2 separate regions of the Zea mays genome follow, and region 2 is linked to region 1. A link is a contact called in public Hi-C data. All regions are on one chromosome and are shown on one strand. The core of a region is the stretch at or near the end of the contact, and the rest is flanking DNA. Distances in the headings are between cores, read along the strand shown. Region 1 holds the start of LOC103635154 (ABC transporter C family member 14). Region 2 has its middle 100 kb from the start of LOC100283072.

Region 1 (5,850 bases), core at 1,576-4,075:
GTTGGATTACCCCGTACTCGTGATGGCTATGATTCCATATGGGTTATAGTGGACAGGTTGACTAAAGTGGCACACTTTATACCCGTGAGACAACTTACTCGGGAGCCAGTTAGTAGAATTATACATGTCGAGGATTATTTGTCTGCATGGAGTACCGAAGAAGATCGTATCAGACCGAGGAACCCAATTTACCTCGTGCTTTTGGAAAAGATTACATGAGTCCATGGATACCAAGCTAAACTTCAGCTCAGCCTATCATCCGCAAACAGATGGATAGATAGAAAGAACAAATCAAGTGTTGGAAGATATGTTAAGAGCTTGTGCTCTAAAACATGGTAGAAGTTGGGATAAAAGTTTGCCTTATGCAGAATTCTCATATAACAATAGCTACCAAGCAAGCCTAAAAATGGCAGCGTTTGAAGCACTTTATGGACGAAAATGTAGAACATCGCTTTATTAGAATCAGACCGGAGAAAGTCAAGTATTTGGTCCCGAAATTCTCCAAGAAGCAGAAAAACAAGTGCAGATTGTTAGAGAGAATTTGAAAACAGCACAGTCGAGATAGAAAAGCTATGCTGATAATAGAAGAAGAGAGTTGATCTTTGAAATTGGAGACTTCGTATACCTTAAGGTTTCACGAATGAGAGGAATGAAAAGATTTAAGGTTAAGGGAAAATTATCTCCTCGCTACATCAACACATTCAAAATTTTGGAAAGAAAAGGTCAAGTAGCGTATCAGTTAGAGCTACCCGATAGTTTATCGGACGTGCATGACGTATTTCATGTATCACAACTTAAGAAATGCTTAAGAGTGCCTGAGGAACAATTACCTATGGAAGAACTCAACGTTAATGAGGATTTGACTTATTCGGAGTATCTTATCATAATTTTGGAAACATCCTGCAGAATTACACGGAGTAAAGTTATCAACGTGTGTAAAGTTCAGTGGAGTCATCATTCGGAAGATGAGGCCACTTGGGAAAGAGAAGATGAACTCAGAGTAGAAATTTCTTAATCTTGAGGACGAGATTCTTTTTAAGGGGGTAGGTTTGTAACACCTCAAACCATCAACTAAAAATAATGCACTTAGAATATTGATAGTAATAATAGTAAATATTTTTTTTCTTTCAAGTGTTTGATCTAATTGCATTTAGAATGATTTTTGTTTGCTCATATTCGATTTATGGTTGTTTTGTAGAATTTCTTTTATATTGAAAGCCTAATTAATTAATATAGAAACATTGGTCTAAAAATAAATATTTAGTTATAAATAAGTTTAATATAAGTATTATGATTTTTAGAATTGTTTAAAAATATATTTATTTATAATTTTGGAAAATAGGGGAAAAGAAAAAAACGAAAACCCTAACCATTTTGTCCCACCAAGGCCCATTCCCAGCCCAACCTCCCTCCACCTCTCCCTCTCACTCACTTACCTGCGGGTCCCACCTGTCAGGCCCTTCCCCTACCTCCAGTCGCGCCCTGGCCGTTGGCCGGACCGTCCGCACCTCGTGCCCGCGTCGCATCCACGCCCGGCCAAGCCACTTGTGCCCGCGCTAGGCCGGACCGTCCGCGTCCAACCCCTCGCCTACCTGCGCCTAAAACTGTCGTCGTTGGATCTTCCTCTCCTTCTCACATTCACTCCACTAAGGAAACAGACGCCATCAATGGCTTTGATGGACACCGGCGTCCCTTCCTCTCCCTCGGCGTCCTCTCCCCTCCCCCTCCTCCTCTATAAAAGGGCAGCCGAGCTCCCCCTATCCCCTGTCGAGCTCGCCCCCATTTCCTCTCCGTCGCTAAGGGTTCCTCACGCCTTCGCCGTTGAGCGCCCGAGCTCGCCGAGCCTCTGCACGCCCACACCGGAACTCGTCCATACCATCCGAGCCCCCGTCCGGACCGTCTGGGACCGTGCCGAGCCCCATCGTACCGAACCCTCGCCTTGACACGCGACCGAGCCATGTCCCCCACCGTGCCTCGCCGGACCGGCCGCCATCGTCTGTCATCGCCGTTTATCGTCAGGTTGTGAGCAATCCGAAATAGTTTTGTTAATTTTCAAAAACATGCTTTGAACTAGTGTATGAGATTTTACAAATTATTGTATTGGGATGTTGGGATTCGAAATCCATGTGTATGTAAATTATTAGTATATGTACATGAATTGTTATTAGTCAAATCATTTGGTTATAATGGTTTTAGAATATTGGATTAAATAGAGTGACAAAATTTGGTAGACATGTGGTAGTACAAATGTGTTCATTTTGATGTATGCATAATAATTTTTTATATCTAACAATATGTATAAGTGATAATGTTTAACATCAATAACAAAGAACGTATGTTTTAATTATAATTTAAACGGGGATGGAGATCTCCGTTGTGGATTTATCACCGTGGGAAACAGGGATGAGGAAGAAATGTTTTCCATAAGCGGTTTGTGGAGATCCCGCAGGAAAATTTTTGCATCGCGGGTACGAGGATGGGAGCTATTGGTGGCGGGGAACTCCCCCATCCCTACACCAGCCTTATGCTGTGCATGAAGCTGCCTTGTAGAGGCGTGATGCATATTCTGGCGACGCAAAGATTAGGACGGAATACGTGGGTGCCATATGGTGCTTAGTAAGAAGGCACGGCAGGCAGACGACTGCACACGTCATGTTGACCGCGCCGTTTGCCGCCCGCTGTAGCACGGCAGCGGCGGAGACAAGCGCATGGTTCTCAGCACGGATCCACGGGATGCTGGATTGTGGAACCACACCACACAAAAGCCAGCCGCTATTGGCCCCCCTCCGCTGGCAGTTCTGTTCCGTTCGGCTGCCCCGGCACACGTCGTCTCTGCCACTCACCGCGAGTCCGCAACCAAACAATAAGAAGCAGCCTTCCTTGCTCTGCGTCAGTGCATCTCCTTCCCCTCCCCTCCTTCCCCTCCCCTCCTCTCGTCTGGGGACTGGGCGTCTGGCTGGCACGCAGCCAAGCCACACACTCCCTCGTCAGCCTCTGCATGCCACGCCGCCCCTGATCACCAGAACCCGCCCGGCCGCCGCATGGCCCTCGCGTCGCAGCCGCCTTGGTGGCTCACCACGGAGGCTTGCGACCTCCCATCCGCGCCCGCCGCGGGGCTCGGGGAATGGGTCGCCTTCCTCTTCCTCTCCACGTGCTCGCAGCAGATGCTCCTCTCCGCCGCGTCCGCCGTCTTCCTCGTCGCGCTGCTCTGCCTCGGCGCCGCCAAGCTCATCTCCACACGGCGACGACGCCATGGCGGCGGCGCCCTCAACGGCGACAAGCAGCCGCTGCTGGACAGGGCCGGGGGGCGGGCCGGGGTTCGGGTCGGCGCCGGGTTCGTCGTCGCGCTGGCGGCGTCCGGTGTCCTCGCCGCGTTCTACGCCTCGCTGCTCGTCCTTTCCCTGGTCAACAGAGGCGGCGGAGAGGGCGAGGCCCTGGAGGCGGTGTTCCTGGCGCTGCAGTGCGCGGCGCACCTGGCCGCCGCGGCCGTCGTCGCGCACGAGAAGCGGTTCCGCGCGGCGGCGCACCCGCTGGCCCTGCGCCTGTACTGGCTGGCGGCGCCCGCGCTGACGGCGCTCCTCGCCGGCACCTCCGTCGCGCGCCTCGTGGTGGCCGCCGCTAGGCTCCCGGACGACGCGCTCGCGATCGCGGCGCTGGTCCTGTCCCTTCCCCTCCCGGTCCTCTCCATCCTCGGGTCGACGGGCATATCCGTGGCGGTGGTCAACGACGCCACCGGGGCGGCGGAGGAGGAGACGGCAAGCAACAAGGCGACGGAGAAAAACGTGACCCCCTACGCGACGGCGTCGTGGGCTTCGCGCGCGACGTGGGCTTGGATGAACCCGCTGGTGCAGCGCGGGCACCGCGCGGCGCTGGAGCTGTCGGACGTGCCGACGCTGGCACCGTCCCACCGCCCAGAGCGCATGCACGAGCTCTTCACCCTGCACTGGCCGTCGGCGTGGGCGTCCAAGGACAACAACCCGGTCCGGCACACGCTGTTCCGGACCTTCTGGGCGCAGTTCCTGCTGAACGCGTTGCTGGCGCTGCTCCGGCTGACCGTCATGTACGTCGGCCCGACGCTCATCCAGAGCTTCGTGGACTTCACGTCCGCCGGCGGGCAGCGGCCGTTCGGGGAGGGCGCGCGGCTGGTGGCGACGCTGCTGGCGGCCAAGTGCGCGGAGGCGCTGTGCAGCCACCAGTACAACTTCCACTGCCAGAAGCTGGGGATGCAGATCCGGGGCGCCCTCATCGTGGCGCTGTACCGCAAGGGCCTCCGGCTCTCGTGCTCAGCGCGCCAGAAGCACGGGCTCGGCATGATCGTCAACTACATGGCCGTCGACGCGCAGCAGCTCTCCGACATGATGCTGCAGATCCACTACCTCTGGCTCATGCCGCTCCAGGTATACATACATACGCCCCATCCCTAAGGCATATAGGAGTATTCGCTACGTAGACCACTTTTGCACGCCGTCCTCGCATCATTGGCCATTGCCTCCCATTCTCTCTTGTTTCGTTGGTATTCTCTGTTGTTTCTTTGGTCGATGGACGGACAACCGAATGCGGTTCTCCTCGCGCCTGCGAGGCTGCGCACGACGACGTCTGAGCTGCACGGGTCGGCGGGTCGGCGCTGAGCGCGGTTGGATCAGTCGCGGACGGCTCGTGCGGTGTTGGCAGCTTTTGGCACTGGCTCTCTCTCCGCAGCTCTGCTCCAGGGCTCCTCCTGGAACTCAAAACTCGAACTCGTTTATAACGGCCCACATGGTTTTAGGGGATGTTGGGGTGGGGTGGGGTGGGGCGGGCTTGCACCGTTGCACGTATTGATTGTTCCGTGCGCCGCGCTCCGCTTAGTTGGAGCACACAAGTAGTGCCCTATATATAGTAAGTAGGATTAATTGTATACACGTTTTTATAAAATTAGATACCTAGTTTATTTGGATCCTAAATGAAACAACTAGGTATTTCATTTGGTTTCCAAAAAAAAAACAGTGGCATAAATCTGATTTCTCGAACCTGGCAAGTAATAGGAGTAGCCCAGTAGTAAGCTAGGCACCGACACGACTGCTAGAAAACACATGCAGCACTTTATGTATTACAGTTCTTTGTGGCTGCTGTGCATGTTTGATGCTAGCGTTCCCGCAGCAGCCATCGTGCTTCCGGCGTCCACAAATGATAAAGTGCCCTTGCGTCGGTACGAGTACCGAGTACAACAGTACCAACAAAATTCCAACTTCCAAGTATGTTTTTAAAAAGAAATTAAAAACCCCTTTCAAGTCCAGGCCATGCAACGCGGTCTGGAATCTAGGTTCTTTTTCACATCTATCGCATTGCATAGTACTCCCTCCGTCGTTGAATAGGGAATGTTAATTTTATTTTCTAACAAGCAAATATTTCTAGTTTTGATAAAAAAAAATATGTCAAACAAATATATATAATCAATTTTTTGCTAAAATTTAGGTACTTGAATTTTAGTTTTTTGGTAGACGGTTATTACATATTTTCCATATTAGAATTATATATTTTATATTAAAACTTATTTAGTTCGTTACAATTTATTTATATCTAATTTATCATTTTTTATTTTGAGAACAAAAAATCCATTAGTCAAAATTATAAATTTTATTAAACTAATTATTTTAGTTAAAAACGATTTATAATTTATAATGATTTCTAACAGTAATAAAAAATAAACATATTATAATACAAAGATAAATAATAAATCACCAAAATAAAAATTTTATTTATACCATAATAATTCATGTATGCAACAGTTTATTTTTACTAGTTGACAAAAATATTAGGATTTATAATGTATAATAATATTAGGAAGATTATATTACACTTGTTTAGAGATGT
Region 2 (5,588 bases), core at 2,016-4,515, 450 kb before region 1:
AAGCCTAAGTTCCAATCATAAATATTCTAACTAGTAAGGAGAGATTAAAACTTAAATACTTTTATAAATGTGGATGTCACACCCGGATTTAAAGTGCAAACCCGAGCGCGAATCAAATATGTGCTAGGATCAAGTCTCACACATATGATGACTCATGGTACAGAAACGAATGTCACATCTTTAATATATAATAGAGTTCTATACAAAATAGTTAAATAATTACATCATACGAAGACAGCGATCCAGCAACCATAGTTGACTGGGAGTCGACAGCCTAGACCTCTCACGAACTCATGGCGATATCCTTCATGCTCCTCAATCTGCAGTACCTGATCTTGACCTGGGGGATGTGAGTACATCAAGGATGAGCTCAGATATGTTCATCGCTCAACAAGTTGTGGGGAATAATGTGCATGAGAGCTCATGTGAAGTGTAAGGCTTACCAAAGGAGATGGTTAGAGCTGACCATTGCTTTTAAAGTTGGTCAAAGTTTTATTATCAGTTACTAGGTATAATTAAATATCAACCCGAATAAATAAGAGATCACAATTAATAATAACACTCACAATGCAATGCAGATGACAGATTAAGTTTAATTTCATAATTTAATCATGCGAGTCCTGAGTCGCTCGTGACCGTGAGCACAACTGATATACCAGTTTTACACTCTGCAGAGGTTACACCCTTTACCCACAAGTTGTGTTACTCATTTTCCATGGGGTTGTACGAACCCCATACACCTCTACTGAGGAAGCGAGGCAGGGTAGCACTACGAGACCTTTATAAAGTTCTACTACCTTCAAAAAACCCGCAACGATTTCTGAGAAGGGCAATATAGGAAACCCTCGTAGCATGATCGACCCGAGAACCATCATAGCATGATCGACCCGAGAACCTCCTTATACGCAGATCCTCTATCTCTCTTGCCCCTTTCGGGTAAGGTAGTCATTCACTAGCTTTCCTAATTAGTCAGCCAAGGGCGTCCTATTCCACCCTTGTGGTAGCACGGTTATCTCTAGTTAAGCTGCATGTTCCAATTAACACAATGATCTTGTCATGAACAATAATTAAAACAACAACATAATTGGAACATGGTCATAATTCAAATATAACATTAATCCCAAAACCAGGTAAAACAATAACAAGTCTACCCAATAGATCATTTGTTTGCAAGGGGTGGGGTAAACAAATCTAGGGAAGCCTATTAGGTCCCATCAAATTAACCTGAGTATGTCACAGTGATTAACAGGAACATTATGGGTAAAGAGAAAAGTGATCAAGGGCACAACTTTACTTAGACTTGAGACTCCCAGGTACTTCACCAACTTGGTCTTCAAGTGACTCGTAACCTCGCTGCTACTCGTAGCAATACAAACAAATATGGTATAGGCAAAATTAATTTCACACCAATCATGATAATATATTGCATAATAATGATCTATGCATCATAACGTGATCATAGGTTCGAGAACCACTAAATTCGAAGTTACGGTTGTAAAGTTATGATTTTCCGACGGTTTAGGTGCTAGATAATAAACAATTTAAGTGTATATTTCTAACCTATATTTCTTAACAAAATAAGGTTACTAGATGATAAACAATATTAATATGAATTTAATGCAACTGGAATGGATCAAAAAGAATTTAAAATGAATTACTTATGAATTATACAAGGTTCTAGAATTATTTTTATACTAGAAATCATATTCTTTATTAATTTTACTAATTTTATTTAAACTTTGGGCTGCGGCCACTATTTTAGAAGAGTTCAGGGTTTATTTTGTAAATTCCAGGACTTCTCTGTAATTATTTTAACATTGACCTGGACGACGGGTTAATACCACAGAACTCCGAGGACTCTTACGCAAAATGGCACCTGCAAAGAGGTAAGGTGCGATTACAGCCGCCCGATCAGAGGTGTACGGTGCGTATTAAATCTGACCTCTACAGAACTGGTATGCAACGTGGAGCCTTGGATCCAGATCCCACGGGCCACATTCGATCCGTGGGTTGGAACACAAGATCTGATCTCACCCGTCCTGTCTCGAGATCGACGGTTCCGATTCAAAGAAAACCCATCCGACACCCCCTTTATAATCCCGATCGTCTACTATTGATCCGATGGTTCCCGATGGTCCCCTTCCCAGACGAAGCTGGCAACGCCGACACGCATGCCCCACGACGGCGCCATGACTAGAGCACGCTCGCCCCGTGTAAGTGCCAGCAAAACTGTAATCCGGTAGGAATACACGATGTAGGGGCTAAGGCGAGCAAGGGAAGATGGTCTTACCAGCGGTCAATCGGTGGCTGGAGCAAGCTTTAATGAGCCACGGACGCACGTCGGAGGGGAACACTGGCGTGCAATCCCCGGGATTCCCGGCTAGGGCTGGAAACGAGCCGAGCCGAGCTCGGCTCGGCTCGGCTCGGCTCGGCCATTTCACGAGCTGAGGAACCAGGCTCGACTCGGCTCGAAGGCGGCTCGCGAGTCGGCTCGGCTCGGCTCGCGAGCCACACCCTGATATTATTTAATTGTATTATATAGTGAATTATTAGTATATAAATGTGAAATATATAATATAATTCATTATTATGAGGAATCCAAATTATTAATTGTCATATATCTATCATGAAAGCTAAGAAATAAATTGATAACCTATAAAATTAGCCAATATCCATCAGTATTATATATATTAAGTAATTTAACATAGCTCGCGAGCCGGCTCGCGAGCCAGCTCGGCTCGGCTCACTACGGGAACGAGCCCAAAAGGCAGACTCGGCTCGGCTCGCTCGAGGCTCGCGAGCCGCTCCGAGCTCGAGCCGGCTCGCGAGCCTCGAGCTTATTTTCCAGCCCTATTCCCGACCTTGAATCTGCCCGGAACCGCAACGAATACGGCCGCAGAAGCCACGTGATGCTTCTGGAAATCTCCCTGAGGTTGGAACGGCAGCGACCCCGGGTCTGTAGTGGCGAACCTGACTCCCTAATCTACCGCTAATCTCTCTCTCTCGCTCTCTCGACAGCGGCAGCTTGACGCGGTGGTTTAGCGCGTGGAAAGTAGAAGGGAGAGGTCGCAGCGGCCCCGGATTTATTCCCCCTGAATCGAGAGAATCCGGTTAACCCCCCTCGGCCGAGGCGAGCGGGTCGCAACAACCCGGACTCCCGGAGCCGGAGGCGCGGCGCGCGTGAGATCTGTTACGCTAGAGGGGGAGGAGCTGACAACCTGGGCCCATTCGCCGGTCACCGGTTGGAGTAGGCGCGCTCGGACTAGGCAGCCGGGCCCCCCTGGTTAGTCGGCTCCGCGTGCAGCAAGCGGCCAAGCGCCATCGGGCAGTGCCAACGGCAGGATGGGCCGCGCAGTTCTGACTCGCTGGTAGGCCAAAACTGAAGCCAAGGCTCACGCAAGGGTTTTTCTCCATTTCTTTTCTTTCTTTTTATTCTTTTCCTTTTTTTCTCTTTTGAATTTTTATTCCATGTTTCAAATTAGATTAACTCTAAGTGCACAAACAAATAACCCCAACATGATGCATATATTGTTTATGTATCTTTAGTAAATTTATTCACTCCAAATATGATTATCCATTTGTTCTAATGAGCAAGGAGTAACACATATAAGAAGATTAGCTCTCTTCGTTTATTATCCACAAGTTGGGTATTACAAATCCTACCCCCTTAAAAGGAATCTCGACCTCGAGATTAGTAAGAAAAAGGATGTATCCCAATCTTGCCTCAAAACATATGCACAATCAAGAATCTCAATATGATGCATAACTTGTGATTAAAACATAGGTTCAAATAGACCTTATTACTATTCCTAAAATAATAAAGAACTAACTACTACCTAAGGTATTATTTAGGTCTTACAAATACTACTTCCTAAGAATATATGTATATATATACTCTAATCCTGTTGCTCATTGCCTTCTTCACTGCCTTCTTCTCCTTCAACCGCCTCCTCTTCTGGGTTTTCGGGTTCACCACACACAGCTTCTGCTTCCACATGGTTGACCTGACCCCGATTGATAGATAAGGCCTGACTCTTAACTCCTGAGGCCAGACCTTGCTTTATCTGAGCTGGAGTGGTGTAAGCAGCCCTCTTGGGATAGTAGTTGGCATAATGTCCAGCCTGTCTACATTTAAAGCACGACCTGTTTGTGGATGCATTAGGAGCAACAAGTCCTGCCGGGGTGTTTGCTTGAGGAGGATATTGGGTCTGTTGAGTCTGTTGCCTGGAACTACCACGAGCTAGTGTGCCTTGAGGTGCAGCATAACGGGGACGGGTACTACTTCCAGCCTGTCCTTGGTTAGTAGCTCTTCTTTTCTCTCCTAGCTCAATTCGTTTGTACTCCAGAGCTATAGCCTTGTCTAGCAGTCTCTAGAAGGACGGGAATGTGTGGGACATCAATTGGTATTGAAGTGGCATGATCAATCCCTCCAAAAATAGTTCCTGCTTTTTCTCATCAACATCAACTTCTCCGGGAGCATATCAGGATAGATGGATGAATCTGTCTCTATATTCACTTAGTGACATGCCTCCCTGTTTGAGGGATAGGAACTCCTTCTTAATTTTCATAAGACCAACATAAATGTGATAGTTCTGAGAGCACCTAGAGGGGGCGGGGTGAATAGGTGATCCTGTAAAAATCAAATACTTGTAGCCACAAAACTTGGTTAAGTGTTAGCTCAATAGAATCAAGTGGCTAAGTACCAAGCTATTGTGAAACACAATGGTCACGAAGAAAACAAGCACAAGAGACATGATGATTTATCCCGTGGTTCGGCCAAGTATAACACTTGCCTACTCCACGTTGTGGCGTTCCACTGGACGAGGGTCGCACTCAACCCCTTTCAAGTGATCCAATGATCAACTTGAATACCACAGTGTTTTTCTTTCTTTTACTATCTCCCGTTCGCGAGGAATCTCCACAACTTGGAGCCTCTCGCCCTTACAATTGATGATCACAAAGAGGCACGGAAGTAAGGGAGGGGAGAGCAACACACACAAAACTCAAAGCACGAGCACAATCACGCACACAAGCCACAACTTGAGCTCACAACACAGTGTGAGGAGTTCTCTACTCAAATAGAGCTCAAGTCACTATCACAAAGAATCAAATACGCGAGAATGGAGTCTTGGTGCTTAGAGATGATCAAAGAATGCTTTTGTACTTCCTCCATGCGCCTAGGGGTCCCTTTTATAGACCTAAGGCAACTAGGAGCCGTTGGAGGCAATCTGGGAAGGCAATTCTTGCCTTCTGTCGGGTGGCGCACCGGACAGTCCGGTGCACCACCGGACACGCACTGTTCATGGTCCAGTGCAGATCGCCTTCCTAAAATGGCACGACCGACCGTTGCAGAATTGTAGCCGTTGGCGCACCGGACATTGTCCGGTGCACACCGGACAGTCCGGTGCACACCGGACAGTCCGGTGCCTCCTGCCGACCGTTGGAGTGGGCCACGCGTCGCCCGCGGATTTGGCGGCTGATCGTTGCGCTGGCGGTCGTTGGCTCACCGGACAGTCCGGTGCACCACCGGACAGTCCGAAAATTGTAGTCGTACACCGCCGACGAATTCTCGAGAGTGGCCAGTTCGC

What was found. Hi-C and Micro-C count contacts between places; a contact is called where the count stands out from the background.
Region 2: a contact with region 1 is called in a Hi-C map of leaf, with 2.8 times the contacts expected there. The contact joins the enhancer-like site here to the promoter of LOC103635154 in region 1. A contact is called at or near these places in 2 of 25 Hi-C or Micro-C datasets (endosperm and leaf).

The regions. Positions count from the first base shown.
Region 1 is chr8:46,445,107-46,450,956 of Zm-B73-REFERENCE-NAM-5.0, reverse strand. LOC103635154 (ABC transporter C family member 14) reads left to right here and starts at 2,825. Exons shown (of 13, transcript XM_020542610.3): 1 at 2,825-4,397. The coding sequence starts at 3,042.
Region 2 is chr8:46,896,133-46,901,720 of Zm-B73-REFERENCE-NAM-5.0, reverse strand. No RefSeq gene overlaps it. Among protein-coding and RNA genes, the nearest start is that of LOC100283072, 100 kb to the left of the region's middle. Within about 2 kb of position 3,265, at least 19 of the 20 cell types and tissues checked have an H3K27ac peak or open chromatin away from gene starts, as enhancers often do. A contact at or near this core is called in endosperm and leaf, where this site is marked.